Regions from separate parts of the Mus musculus genome. Here all the other regions are linked to region 3. The links are chromatin contacts, called in public Hi-C and HiChIP or PLAC-seq maps. All regions are on one chromosome and are shown on one strand. Each heading gives the region's core, a stretch centred on a gene start, on an enhancer-like site or on the middle of the called end of the contact. The rest is flanking DNA. Distances are from core to core; before and after follow the strand shown.

Evidence for each region. Hi-C and Micro-C count contacts between places; a contact is called where the count stands out from the background. HiChIP or PLAC-seq counts read pairs in DNA pulled down with a chosen protein or histone mark.
Region 1: an H3K4me3 HiChIP or PLAC-seq map of embryonic limb bud shows a contact between it and region 3, with 7 times the contacts expected there. The contact joins the enhancer-like site here to the promoter of Usp24 in region 3. A contact is called at or near these places in 5 of 115 datasets of contacts at active chromatin or transcription factors (astrocytes, embryonic forebrain, embryonic limb bud and 2 more).
Region 2: a contact with region 3 is called in a FOXA1 HiChIP or PLAC-seq map of pancreatic cancer cells. The contact joins the promoter of Ssbp3 here to the promoter of Usp24 in region 3. A contact is called at or near these places in 1 of 39 promoter capture datasets (neutrophils) and 2 of 115 datasets of contacts at active chromatin or transcription factors (double positive thymocytes and pancreatic cancer cells).
Region 4: a contact with region 3 is called in a Hi-C map of CD8 T cells, with 3 times the contacts expected there. The contact joins the promoter of Mrpl37 here to the promoter of Usp24 in region 3. A contact is called at or near these places in 1 of 39 promoter capture datasets (liver) and 1 of 484 Hi-C or Micro-C datasets (CD8 T cells).

The regions. Positions count from the first base shown.
Region 1 is chr4:105,350,600-105,353,709 of GRCm38.p6, reverse strand. No RefSeq gene overlaps it. Among named protein-coding and RNA genes, the nearest start is that of Gm40217, 33 kb to the right of the region's middle. Within about 2 kb of position 1,264, at least 18 of the 459 cell types and tissues checked have an H3K27ac peak or open chromatin away from gene starts, as enhancers often do. A contact at or near this core is called in embryonic limb bud, where this site is marked.
Region 2 is chr4:106,909,612-106,912,737 of GRCm38.p6, reverse strand. Ssbp3 (single-stranded DNA binding protein 3) reads right to left here and starts at 1,268. Exons shown (of 18, transcript NM_023672.2): 1 at 826-1,268. The coding sequence starts at 881.
Region 3 is chr4:106,314,761-106,317,607 of GRCm38.p6, reverse strand. It overlaps Usp24 (ubiquitin specific peptidase 24), which reads right to left and starts at 1,395. Exons shown (of 68, transcript NM_183225.2): 1 at 822-1,395. The coding sequence starts at 1,136.
Region 4 is chr4:107,065,447-107,068,392 of GRCm38.p6, reverse strand. Mrpl37 (mitochondrial ribosomal protein L37) reads left to right here and starts at 1,527. Exons shown (of 7, transcript NM_025500.2): 1 at 1,527-1,943. The coding sequence starts at 1,598. It overlaps Cyb5rl (cytochrome b5 reductase-like), which reads right to left and starts at 1,399. Exons shown (of 7, transcript NM_001346552.2): 1 at 1,348-1,399.

The sequences.
Region 1 (3,110 bases), core at 15-2,514, 960 kb after region 3:
TTCCCAAAGCCTTACTTCCTTTGTTCTAAAATGGGAAAGAAACTTAAACAAAACAAAACAGCTCCCAGGGTTGTGTGAGGACCCACCTAATGTACTGCCAGGTCTTGGTAAGGGGCAGAGCGGATCCTAGATCTTCAATGGGCGTTAGCTGAACAGAAATACTAGATACACGTATCGGGGCTTAATTTTTAGAGACTGCTTCATAGCTTGTGTGTCTTGGGCTCTCCTTGGTGCTGCTGTCTATGAACAACCTTTCTCTCTAGCAGCTGAGCCCTTGTGTACACGTGGTGAACCTAAGAGAGATCTGGGAAAGGAGTCCAGCTTGTGGATGATGGCACTGCGGTATAAACATAGACCTGTCTTATTCTTGTCCTTGAATGCATCCCTTATCCAGTAATGCTTGTTGAAGCTTTACTTTGGACCAGGCCACCCTGGGCACTGGGCTTTAGCAGTCAAGGAGATGCAAGGAGCTCTTACTTCCAAAGGTCTTGCATCCCACAAACTGACCAAAACAGGAAGCAAGTAGACAAGTAAATTGTGGTTACATTTCACAACTCATGTCTGGCTCCGGCAGCATAAGCCTTGTGCCATAAGGCTAAGAACTGGGGGGTGGGAGCTTGCAGCCAGGAGATTGAGGCATCGTTTCCAAAATATGATAGTGAAGCCAAAATAAAAGACATGGGAGTGAGCAAGCTGACACTTGAGGAGTCGGAGCACTTCAAACAGGGTGACTAGACACAGATCCAATTCCAATTAAAAGCAGGAACTAACTGAAGCCACCGTTTTTCCCACTGCTTTTTAGTCTAACCCATGGCAAGGAAGAAAAACACCATGAGTCCCAAACAACTGGGAAAGCCATCTTTGTCCTCGTCCCCCAGATCATCCTGCCTAAACAATAGCTAACTGGAAATTTTCCAGTACGGGCTACCCTCAGCTAACTGGACAGTCTTCAGTATGAGCTACCCTCCTACCAATGTCCCTCCACGCCCCTGTTCCAGCTCTCCTACCCCAACCTGTAGACTGGGTCACAGAGGCTTAGCCTTGTTACTCAAGTAAAAGCTTTTCACCCCAGCCTCCCCCGCGCCATCTATAGGTGGGAACTGGCAGACCAGTCTGTGTGTATTAGCTGAGAACACCAGAGGATTGACTCAAGCCTGGAGGGGCGCCAGGTTTTCATTAAATCCCTTGTAAAGCAGCAGTACACTTCTGCAGGGCCACATCTGCCGAGGGAGCCATCTGGGATCCATATCACCGTGCTCCAACAAAACGCCAGCAGTGTGAAAAACCTCTCCCCCTCTGCTCTGCAGTGAACTGGAAAAGTAACATTGGTAATCACTTCTGCAGGCTCCATAATGACATAATGGGCACTGGCTGAAGCTTTGAACAGAGGCTGGCAGTCGCCACCGACAGGCTGGGTGGATTCATATTGTCTCAGAGAATTTAGGTCATCTCTCATGCTCATCTCTCTACCTAACAAATAACAGATAAAGAATTCCCACTTTGAGACATAGGAAGAAAAAATACTAATAATGGAGGAGTGCCTGCTGCTGCTGTTGCTGCTGCTGACCTTACAATTCAGGTATTGTTACACTTTTCTCACAGACGGAGAACCTGAGGCCAGAAGGACTAAATGGCTGACCCACATAAGCAAGCCACAAACACAGGTAAGAGGCTTGATTAAAAATCAGACCTGTGCCTCATTAACTTGAAAACCTGGGAATATTCATTCTACTGCTCAAAAGAACACAGAGTGGTACATAAACCATGGGTTGAGTAGCTTACTTTCATTTACTTATCTTTTGCCAACTATAATTCGAGAATGCAGTAAGCTGGACAGGATATAAGGGTGTCTTCCATACACAGACTCCTGGATCTCTGTGAAGCTGCTAAGTAGCAGTTAGTGCTCACAGTTGACTGAAGTCCCTACAACCTTCAGCTGATTGAGCTGGAAGGAAGGTTCCCCCCCCCCCGCCCCTGTTTAATCTTCTGTCTTCCTCTCCAAAGCTTAACCTACTCATCTTAAAGACAAATAGAGCCACACAACCTGTTCCTGATACCTGACCCCACATCTCAAAACAGAACCAACAGCCAGCATCCATTTCTGGGAGAGCATCTCCCAACATTGTTCCCATCACCACCACCATGTTGTCCTTTAGTGCAGAATGTGAGCAGTCCCATATAGTCGAAGAGTTAAATATTTTTGTTTTGAACCTGCAGGATGTTCTATAGCATTACATAGGACAAAGAAATGGAGCCTTCCTAAAGAGAGGCGCTTAGAGAAAACAATGGCTCCTACTAATACACACAACACAAATTCCCAGGCAGAAAGTAGCAGAAAAGAAAATAATAGAAAAACTAACAAACAAACAAACCTGCCTGGCCGTGGTGGCACATTCCTGGACAGCCTGAGAAGACAGACTCGGGGAGAGGGCAAGACATGGGGAGGAGGGGAGGAGAGGGGAGGGGAGGGGAGGGGAGGGGGGGGGGGAGGGGAGGGGAGGGGAGGGGAGGGGAGAAGAGAAGAGAAGAGAAGAGAAGAGAAGAGAAGAGAAGAGAAGAGAAGAGAAGAGAAGAGAAGAGAAGAGAAGCAATGAGAAGAGGCGAGAAGAAACGAAAAGAAAAGAAAAGAAAAGAAAAGAAAAGAAAAGAAAAGAAAAGAAAAGAAAAGAAAGCCAGCCTGAATTTGGAGGCCAGACAGGCTAAGGTTTTAATCTTGGCCTTGATGCCTAACCATTGTGTAAGAGTCAAGACATCTTACCTGTCTGAGCATCCCTTTGTGGAAAAATAGACCTGCTGTCTTACAGAGTTACTATGAAGAGTAGAGCAGACAACATATCTAGCGCCAGGCACATGGTAGACATGAGTGGAAACACATTTGCATTCCTTGACTCTCACTTGCATCTTGTACACAGCTGATAACGTTAAAAAAGAAGTGTGTGTGTGTGTGTGTGTGTGTGTGTGTGTGTATGTGTGTATAAATGTGTGTATGTGTGTATAAGTGTGTATGTTTGCACACACATGTAAAAGGATCTGCTGAGGTGTTTTGGTTTATGGTTTTGGGGGGTTAGGATTTTTTTTTTTTTTTGGGAAGGACAGATTTTGTTATTTCA
Region 2 (3,126 bases), core at 19-2,518, 600 kb before region 3:
TATCACCCCAGACAGAACAGCTAGTGGGTGGGTACCACAGACAAGCTGCACCAAGCCGCGGGAGCCGGAGACCGGTCCCCAAACTTGAACTTCCAAGTGGCACTGGGACTAAACCCACCTAGGTCTCGCAAACTCGCAAGCCCCTTACAAGAGCCCTGCCTGAGCCACCCTCCTTTTCCCAGCCCACTTCAGCTCCCTGCTTTAGCCCAGCTTTGGGGTCCGAACGGACTCGGTCCCAGTCCGGGTACTTGGCGCGCTCTGGAGAGGGCAGCAAAGCGCCGCCCTCAGCATCTCCCCCTCAAACAACTGTCCCCCAAGCCTGGGGCCGGGCCGGCGCCGCCAGCCCAGCCCAGCCCAGCCCGGACGCCCCGGAGCGCACCGGGCTGACGGGGAGGCCGCTGGCTGGGTAGGGAGAGCGCTCCCGGGCGAACAAAGCCCCCGGCACGCACTCCTCACGCCGCGGGCGGACAAAAGGAGCCTTCGGGGCTGCAGAAAGCCACGCGCCCCCTGCCCGCACTCGGTGGGCAAAGTAAGGGCCCCGCGCCCAGCGGGCCGAGCGCACCGGCTCCGAGTGGGACCTCGCCCACCCTCGTCGCGGACCCCCGCGCCCGCTCTGCCCCGCGCCTACCAACTACCCTCGCCCACCGCTGCCCTGCCGCCCCTTCAGGGTGCCCCAGCCTCCGCCGGCGCCCAACAATGGGCTCTCCACGCCACCGCCGCCGCCGCGGGGCAGAGACCCGGGCCCCAGGGGCACCAGGCGGCGCGACCCCCGCGCCCACCTGCCTCCCGCCACCCGCGGCGCGGCCCCACTCGCGAGAGGCTTACTTTTCCCGAGCCTGCCCGTCCGAGGGCACCGCCGAGCCTTTGCCTTTGGCAAACATGGCTTGCAGAGAAGAGGGCGCCGAGCCCGCCGCCGCCGCCGCCGCTACCGTCCGGTCTCCCGAGCTGCCCTGCTCCCGGCCCCCTCCCGGCGCTCGCCCGCTCGCTCGCACTCCGCTCGCCGCGCTCCCTCCCTCCCAGGCGCAGGCTCCGCGCTCTTTCCAGCTGTCAAAGCGTCAGCCCCGGCCGCGGCCCCATCGCCCTGGAACTCCTCCCGCGCCGGCTCGGCCTGAGCTGCGCCGCCGCCCGCCCGAAGCCTGCAGCTCGCTTGCTCGCGGCCCGCGCGCCCGCCGCCCGGCTCCGCCTGCGCCGCCCTCTGCGCCTTCAGCACCGCTGCCGCTGCCGCCGCCGCCGCCGCTGGTCTACTTGGAGCTCAACCGAACGTGGCTGCCCCGGCAGGAGCGCGGCGGGCGTCCACGCCCCGCGACGGACGGCCGCGGCGGCCAATCGGCGCGCGGGGGCGGGCCTGGAGGCCGAGAGGGACGCCTGTCAGCACGGCCGCGCCAGTCCCGCTGCGCCTCCTCCGCGAGCCGCTGCCCGCTCGTGCCCCGGCCGGGGGAGCGGGGGGCGAGCCTTGGCGTTGGGGTGGGGCGGTGACTCGAGGGGCTCGGGCGTGGACTGGAGCACCCGGCCGGCGCGGCGGGGACTGGGCGCTGCGACAGCAGGCGCGGACCCCGGCTGGCCCGGCGCGCCCCTTTCCGCGTCGGCCTAGCCCCCAGCGCCCCCGCCTCCCCGTGCTGAGCGTACCCTCAGCGGGCCAGGACCCCGGCCGGCCCTGCTCCCCTCTCCGCCCCACCCCGGGCTGCCTGTGCCCAGCCCTGCCTCCCGAGCCCCGGCCAGGGCTGCACGCGGAGCTGGGCGGCCGAAGCTGGCGCCAAAGCGCGCGGCTGCTTCTTTACTAGATCGTTAAAATACTTTGGGAAACCCCAAAGTGGAGCCGCGCGAAAATGGCCCTTGGCGTGCTCCAGGCAAGCTGTAGGAGGGAAAAGAGGTCTTGGACTAGAGGGAAAGAGAGTTGATTTCTCTCAAATTTCTGAGGTTTGCTAGCCCTGGCAAGTTAGCCTCTCGCCTTTCCACGGGAAAGGGTTCCGTTTGGATGAGGGACGTCACCTGGACGCCTCGCGACTCGGAATGCGCGCCGCAGAAATCTCAAACTTCAAATAAATGGAGCTAAATTGGAGAGTAGGGGACCAGAGTCGGGCGTGGGGGGAGGGGAAGCTTCCATTGTCAATGACCCAGGTGTACAATGGGAAATGGGGGGTTGGCAGAGTGACCAAGCTTTTTGCTCACGACTCCTTTCTGTCCACTCGAGGAACCCAAAAACCTGCAGTGTATTCTCATTGGAGTCTCCAAATCAAAAACTGGTGAGATAAGGGATGGCTCCCCATTTTCATACTGTTTTTAGAGCGCGGTTCTCTTTAAATGTGATAAAACATTGTCGGCACTGTCTCTTTAAAAGAGTCAAGCAGAAAAGCTGTGTAAGCGCTGATTGGCTGCCTGTTTGGATACATCTTTAGGGGAGCCTTGAAACTGTTAGCCTAGGTTGATTTTTTTTTTTTTTAACTGCGCTGTTCCAATAAACAAGTAACGCCCCTCCCCCTAACATGCCTCACACCAAACAATTAAAGGATAGGTCAGTGTCCTGGGGAAAACACGTTTTAAGTAGGAAAACTCAGAACTAGATTTCAACAAAATAAACAATAATTCCCTACCATTAAAGTTTGCTTTTTTTGCCCTGCCGAAGAGAGAAAAGGGGTTTTTAAAAGAAATGCCCCACGGCAAACGGATCTGCACTGGTTCAGGAAGGAGACTCCGGGTGCATTTTTGGAATAATGTTCTACACTTGTAACAGCCTCCCTAAATTAGAATACAGCCAAGCACCGTGGACCCCTCTGGACTCTGCTCTCTGCTAGAAACCAGAGCTCAGACAGAAGAAGGGCAGAAAAGAGAAACACTGAGACCTAGTTTGGGGATGCCAATGCCAGCCCCTAGTTTAAAGGTTGTCTTGTCAAGAAAGGGAGAAGCGTGGAGGTTGGGAGTTGAAATACAATGGTAGGAGAGAAAAGGAAATAATTACAGTTATTTTTCCCCCTAGGCAGTTTAATTTAATAGGGCCAACTTAAGGTACCTTTAGAGCCCGCGCTAATTAAATCGGTCTGCTCATACCCTTCCTCTGGACTTCCATTTTTGATGGGCTAGGAATGGTCAGAGATGGTTTGTCAACACAGTGACTCATTGGTGTCTGCA
Region 3 (2,847 bases), core at 146-2,645:
CTCATCGCCGCCAGCTTCGACCTCCCATTCCTGATCTCATCGCCGTCTGGCCCTTCCTTTGCTCCTACTCCTTGCCCAGGCTTCTCACTCATTCCTTATCTCAGTCCCATTCCACTACTTGTCCTAATACCTGACCTTAGTCAAGCCCATCCTTACAACCCAGACATTAAAACAGCCAAACCTGCTCCTCTGCCTTATACTCATTCCTATCATTCCTGGTCCTGTCTAGGCCCTTCCTCATTTTAGACCCTGTCCTCTTCCAACGGTTGGCTTAAAAACCTAAACCCTTCTTCTAACCCCACTGGTCCTCCTGTCTGACCCGGCAAAGGCCTTCACTCTGGCAGGCCTATAGCGAGCACTATTTCTGACTCTGAACTGGTACTTATCCCAATCCTTCACTGAAATCTAGTGTCACAAATACTCTGGTCCACTGGGACCTCAGTTTTGACACCTGATATTCATGTCCTTCCCATTTCCCAAGCCACGCGGATTTGGAAATGTGGGCCCTCCTCCCCATCCCTCCCGGGATTCCTGCCCACCGCATAGACTCAGCAGGTAGCCTATGGAGACCCCGCCACGGCCCAGAACTGTATACCTAACTCCACGCGGGAATATTCCTCCCCCAAGGCCCTTCTCTCCATAGGACCCCAGTCTAGTGACCCCGATCTCGGACCAGAACTGGTGTTCTATTATCTCGGTGCCCCGAGTTTCATTACAGCCCCCGCCCAAAAGTCCCGCTGCGAGCCGGGCTGGCAACGCTCCCTGTCCTCGGGACTCCAGCGCGGCGGCCTCTCCCGTGAGGTCAGGGCAACCCCACTCACCTCCGCGTCCACCACCTCGTGGTAGGCGGGCGGGGGATCGAAGCCGCCACCACCTCCGGTGCTCCCGCCGCGGGAAGGCCCGCTGCCGTCGCTGCCGCTGTCGCCCCGTGGGCCGCCGCCCGGCCCCGGACTGGGGCCGCCGCTATCCATGGGCTCGTAGCCACCGTAGTCGAGGCCGGGCCGCTCGTTGGTGAGCAGCGCCACGGCCTCGTTGATGTCGTTCTTGGCCAGGCGCAGGGCCTTGCGGATGGTGGCCGGGTCCGAGAAGCCCATGCACAGCAGCGTGGTCATGTGCTGCTCCTCCTCCGATTCCATGGCTCCGGCCTCGGAGTCGCGCCGGCCGGCGTGCGGCGAAGCTGCGGCTCCCGGGCCTGGCGGGCCGTGCCGCGCTGCCTCGGCCCCGGCTCCGTCCCCGGCAGGGCCCCTGAGCTCCCGCCCCGCGCGTTCCGAGGCCGCCGGGCCAGGGTTAGGTGCGCGCGTGGGCGCAGCGAGCCGAGCTGGGGTGGTGGGGCGCTCAGGCGCGGCCGGCCGGCCCAGCCCTGCGCGCCGCCATGTTGGCCTGCTCCTCCTCTTCGCGGGGCCGCGCCTCCGCTCCCGGAAGCAGCCCCGGCGGCGCTCGGGCCGCCGTCCCCGGGCTCGGGCGGCGCGGAGCTGTGGGTGTGCGGACGCGTGTGTGTTTCTCCCAGGCCGGGGCCAGGGAGGGGCGTGCGCCGAACGTGTCTGAGGTGAGAGGCCGCGGAGCGCAGAGAGAGCACGAGAGTCCTCCGCCTGCGCCTCCCGCCCACCCCTTCCCCCGGCAACAGGTTCCCTCTGGGACGGGAGGGGCAGGCGCCGAGCGGCTCGCTGCCGGTGTCGCTGAGGTCCCCGGGCGCCCGGGCCTCGGTGCCCTGACGACACTCGTGTCCCATCGCAGGTGACTCTTCCCGCCGCCCCCGGAACCCTGCTTGGTTCTCCTGAAGTGTCCTGCGGTCCGAGGAAAGTGACCCTACGCGCCGCTGAAGCCCTCCTCGCCGCCCACAGACGGGTGCCCAGATCCGCAGGACGAGCATCCCCGCACACCCTCGCCCTCGACCCTCCAGCCTTCTCTAGAGACCCCTAGACCTTGAACTCCCACTCCCAACAACACTGACCACCTGTCCCACCAGGCCTGATAAACTTTACCATACTTTTCAGCCAGAACTGTATGACCGTCCTTCAGACACAGACACATGGAAATATTCTGGGTGTCTACTTCTATCCTGATTCTGACCACCAACCCATTTCTACTGAAGTCTTTGGCTCAGGGGTGAAGACTTTCCCCTCTGTTTCTGTCTTCCAGCGTTTGTTTAGCTTTTTGCCTTCTGTTCCCACCTCATTGGCGTTACCATGGCCAGTCCCCTTTGCCCCTTTTCCCGTTTCAGTGTCCTGATCTAGGTTTCTTCTCGGTTCTCTTCCCAAGATGCTGGTTCCTCTTCCTTCTCACATACTTGCTTATTAGTTCATCTGCTTTGGTCTTAATCCTGCTTTATTCTTGAACCCCCTCCCCACCCCCCAATCCACTAACCTTTCTTTTTCACACTGTTAAAACATTTCTGATGGCTTAACAATTGGACCTTCACATAGCCCAAATCTGAAATTACTGACAGCACTCAGAACTTTTCTCTGCATTCTCTGCCAGCATTTTTCCCCCTCAGATCCTGGTGGCTTCTTGCCTAATAATTTGATAGTTTGTAAACACCAGCTATTTGATTATTTACGGGGTGAATTTATCATTATATAGATATAGTTTCTATTATTCTTACTAAAGGCTAGTAATGGGTTTGATCACAAAGTAGACACCTGAATAAGAGGTAAGTTCTGGGGTGTCAATGAAATTTTAAGTACATATAATAGATAAAGACCAAAGTAGTCTAAGTTGAAAGCATCCTGTCACAGAATATACACCAACACAATAGGTCAGGGCACCTGTAATCCCAGCCCTCCAGAAGCTGAGCCTGGGAGATCTCCAGTTCAAGAATAGCCTGAATTACGTATACATAGCAAGACC
Region 4 (2,946 bases), core at 278-2,777, 750 kb before region 3:
TGTGTGTAAATCTAAGCAGAGGCGGGGAATTTGGATTCAGAAGGCCTCTCCTACTGTGCAGGAGCTCTTTGACTTTGGTGTGTTTCTGAGGCTGGGCCACCAGTGAGAATGAAGTTGGTGTCTCACTCTTTCTGTATTCTGCCAAACACCTGGCATACAGGAAGCTCCCATGGCCTGGTGAGTGTTCGTTCCCTCTATAGTCCGGGAGCTGGGTACAGGATTTGGTGTTGTAAGGCAGAAGGCACAGGACACGGTCCCTGTCCTTGTTAAGACCTAGCACGGTGTTATACTCATCCAGTCACTCCATCTGTACTGTGCATCAGATAACTGAGTGAATGGTGCCTCTCTTTATGGCAATTACTCTTAGCATTTGGGAAGGAGATGTACTAAGACAAATGAAAATGCTTTAACTGTAAACTGCTGGGTAGTCTGAGTGTTAGTCATATTGTCCTCTGCCTCTTTTGCATTCATGGGGGTTAAATAGTCCTATTGTCTCAGTCGTTTTGGAAACTGGTAGACAAGGTGGCCACTTCATGCACAATTTTAAAGATGAAGTTCCTTCCCATCTGGGAGGCACAATCCCTGTTGCAGCCTCGCCCTGGATGCTTATCCCTACTCTTCAGGCCTTGGCTGAAAGGTCATCTCCTCTCAGAGACCTTCTCAAGTGTTCCCCTTGTCATTACCAAGCACCTTATTTGTTCTACTATGTATTCATTTGTTAACCTAAAGTGTGTGTCACGCAACTGCTCTAGAAGCCAGGGAGAGTTCACGGGCCGGTCACTAAACAATGCAACTCTGACAGTGGTCAAACAAGAGAAAAGACCTAAGGGACAGGAAGCATGTGTGTGTTGCCACCGTTCACGTCGTGCACTCATGTACTCACTCGGTGGTCCCTCAACCTATGCCCACCCGATGCTTACTTAGCACAGTCCTCACTCTGACCCCCGCAGCGAGCCTGCCAGAAGCCAGTGCACTGGACCCGCCTCCGGGAATCGGAAAACTTAGCAGCAGCAGAGCAAAAGTAACTCGCGTTCGGCGCCGGGCGAGCCGCAGTGCCAGCAGTCGGCCGCCAAGCTGGCATAGAAAGAGGTACCCGGGCCACTCGCAGGCTCTGGGAAGCCGCAGCCAGGAAAGTGTGGGCAACGCTGAGAAGGGCGGAAAGGATGGCAGTTCCAGAACTCATGAGGCGTCGGACCCGCTAAGGCATTTTAACTCCTAATTTTACAGCGAGGAGACCGGGCCCTCTCACGTTCTAAATGCCTAAGGGTCAAAGGCGTGCAAAGTACAGATCTGAGGTCCCTACGCTCCTCCGCGCCGGCCGCGAGCTCCACCACCGCGCTCACCTACCTACCAGCAAGTTTCTTCACGTGTGGCACTTCAGAAACCCCAAGCAAAGAGCACCTTCCAGGTTCCACCAATAAGGATGGGAACTGCCTGAGGGGCGGGGACAAAGCAAGCATATTCTAATTGTGATTGGGTGAAGTGTCTGTCATTCGCAAAAACCCGTCATTGCGCTCCGCCCCTTTGGCTCCCAGCAGTCCCTGCACGGGCAAAGATGGCGGCGTCCAGGTAGAGGTTTTGTAGAAACGGAGTCGGTATGGCCTTGGCGTCCGGGCCCGCTCTGCGGGCACTCGCTGGCTCTGGAAGGCTCGGCCTCGGAGGTTACGGGACTCCGAAACGTGGGGCGTATGAGTGGGGCGTGCGCTCCACGCGGAAGCCCGAGCCTCGCCCCCTGGACAGGGTGTACGAGATCCCCGGTCTGGAGCCCATTACCTACGAGGGCAAGAAGCACTTCGTCCCGTGGCTGGCGAGGCCGATCTTCCCGCCGTGGGAGCGCGGCTGGAATGACCCACGCTTCCACCGTGCCGCCCCGATCCACGAACAGACTCTGTACAAGGAAGAACCCTGCTACATCTTCCACCAGCGTTGCCGACTCCTGGAGGGTGAGGTCTCAGGACAAACGGGAGGAGACGCTGTCCCAGGCTCAGCAGTGACCCCGAGCCTGGGGAAGTTTCTTCCTCTGGAAGTAGAATAGAGTAACACCCGGCTTCCAAGAGTTGTCAGATCAAGGTGTTTGTGAAAGGGAGCAATGGAGAATGTGTGCAGAGAGGAGGGGATTTGTCTCCATGCGTGGAGAGGTGATAATAAAGCAGGTCTACAACGCTCCTTTTCTGGGGGTGTCTTTTGTTAAAATAGGCCTGGGATATGTTTTCAAAGAAAGGATTTGCACCCAAAAGTCTACCCACTTAATAACAGGTCAGAATGTCTTGAGCCTTTTCCTGAGTTGGAGGCCAGCCTAATCTACAGAGTGAATGAGTTCGAAGACAGTCAGGGCTACACAGAGAAACCCTGTGGGGAGGCGGGGGAGATACATCAATGTCTCAAAGTCATTCTGTTTCTTAAGAGGAGTGTCAGGAACTGTTTTCCAGAGTTGAACCCTCTCAGGATCAGGATGAGGATAGGGAAGATCCTAAAACCAAAAACAACTGAAGTCTGTGGGAGCAGAGATTCCAAAGGATAACTAGGAAATACAGAGACCCAACAAGGTTTGGAGCCAAATTAAGAGAATCAGTCATAAGTTTGGAAAAATCGATAGCCATAGGCCAGCCTCCTAAAAGGCCCACTTCTATGCCTGCAAGCTGATATTTTTGGCCATTAACCATTTTCTGTGAACTCAGGAGGTGCTGTGAAGGATCTCACAGACACGACCCCTTTGCATTACCCTGACAACGAATGCCTAGTGGATGGATGTGTTTCAGAAGTTAGGATTGCACCTGGAGATGGTGGTGCATGCCTTTAATCCCAGCCCTCAGGAGGCAGAAGCAGGAAGATCTCTGTGAGTTCAAGTCAGCCTGGTCTACTGAGTGAGTTCCAGGATAGCCAGGGCTACACAGAGAAACCGTGCTTTAGGAAAAAAGATCAGAAGTTAAGATTGCATTCATTGAA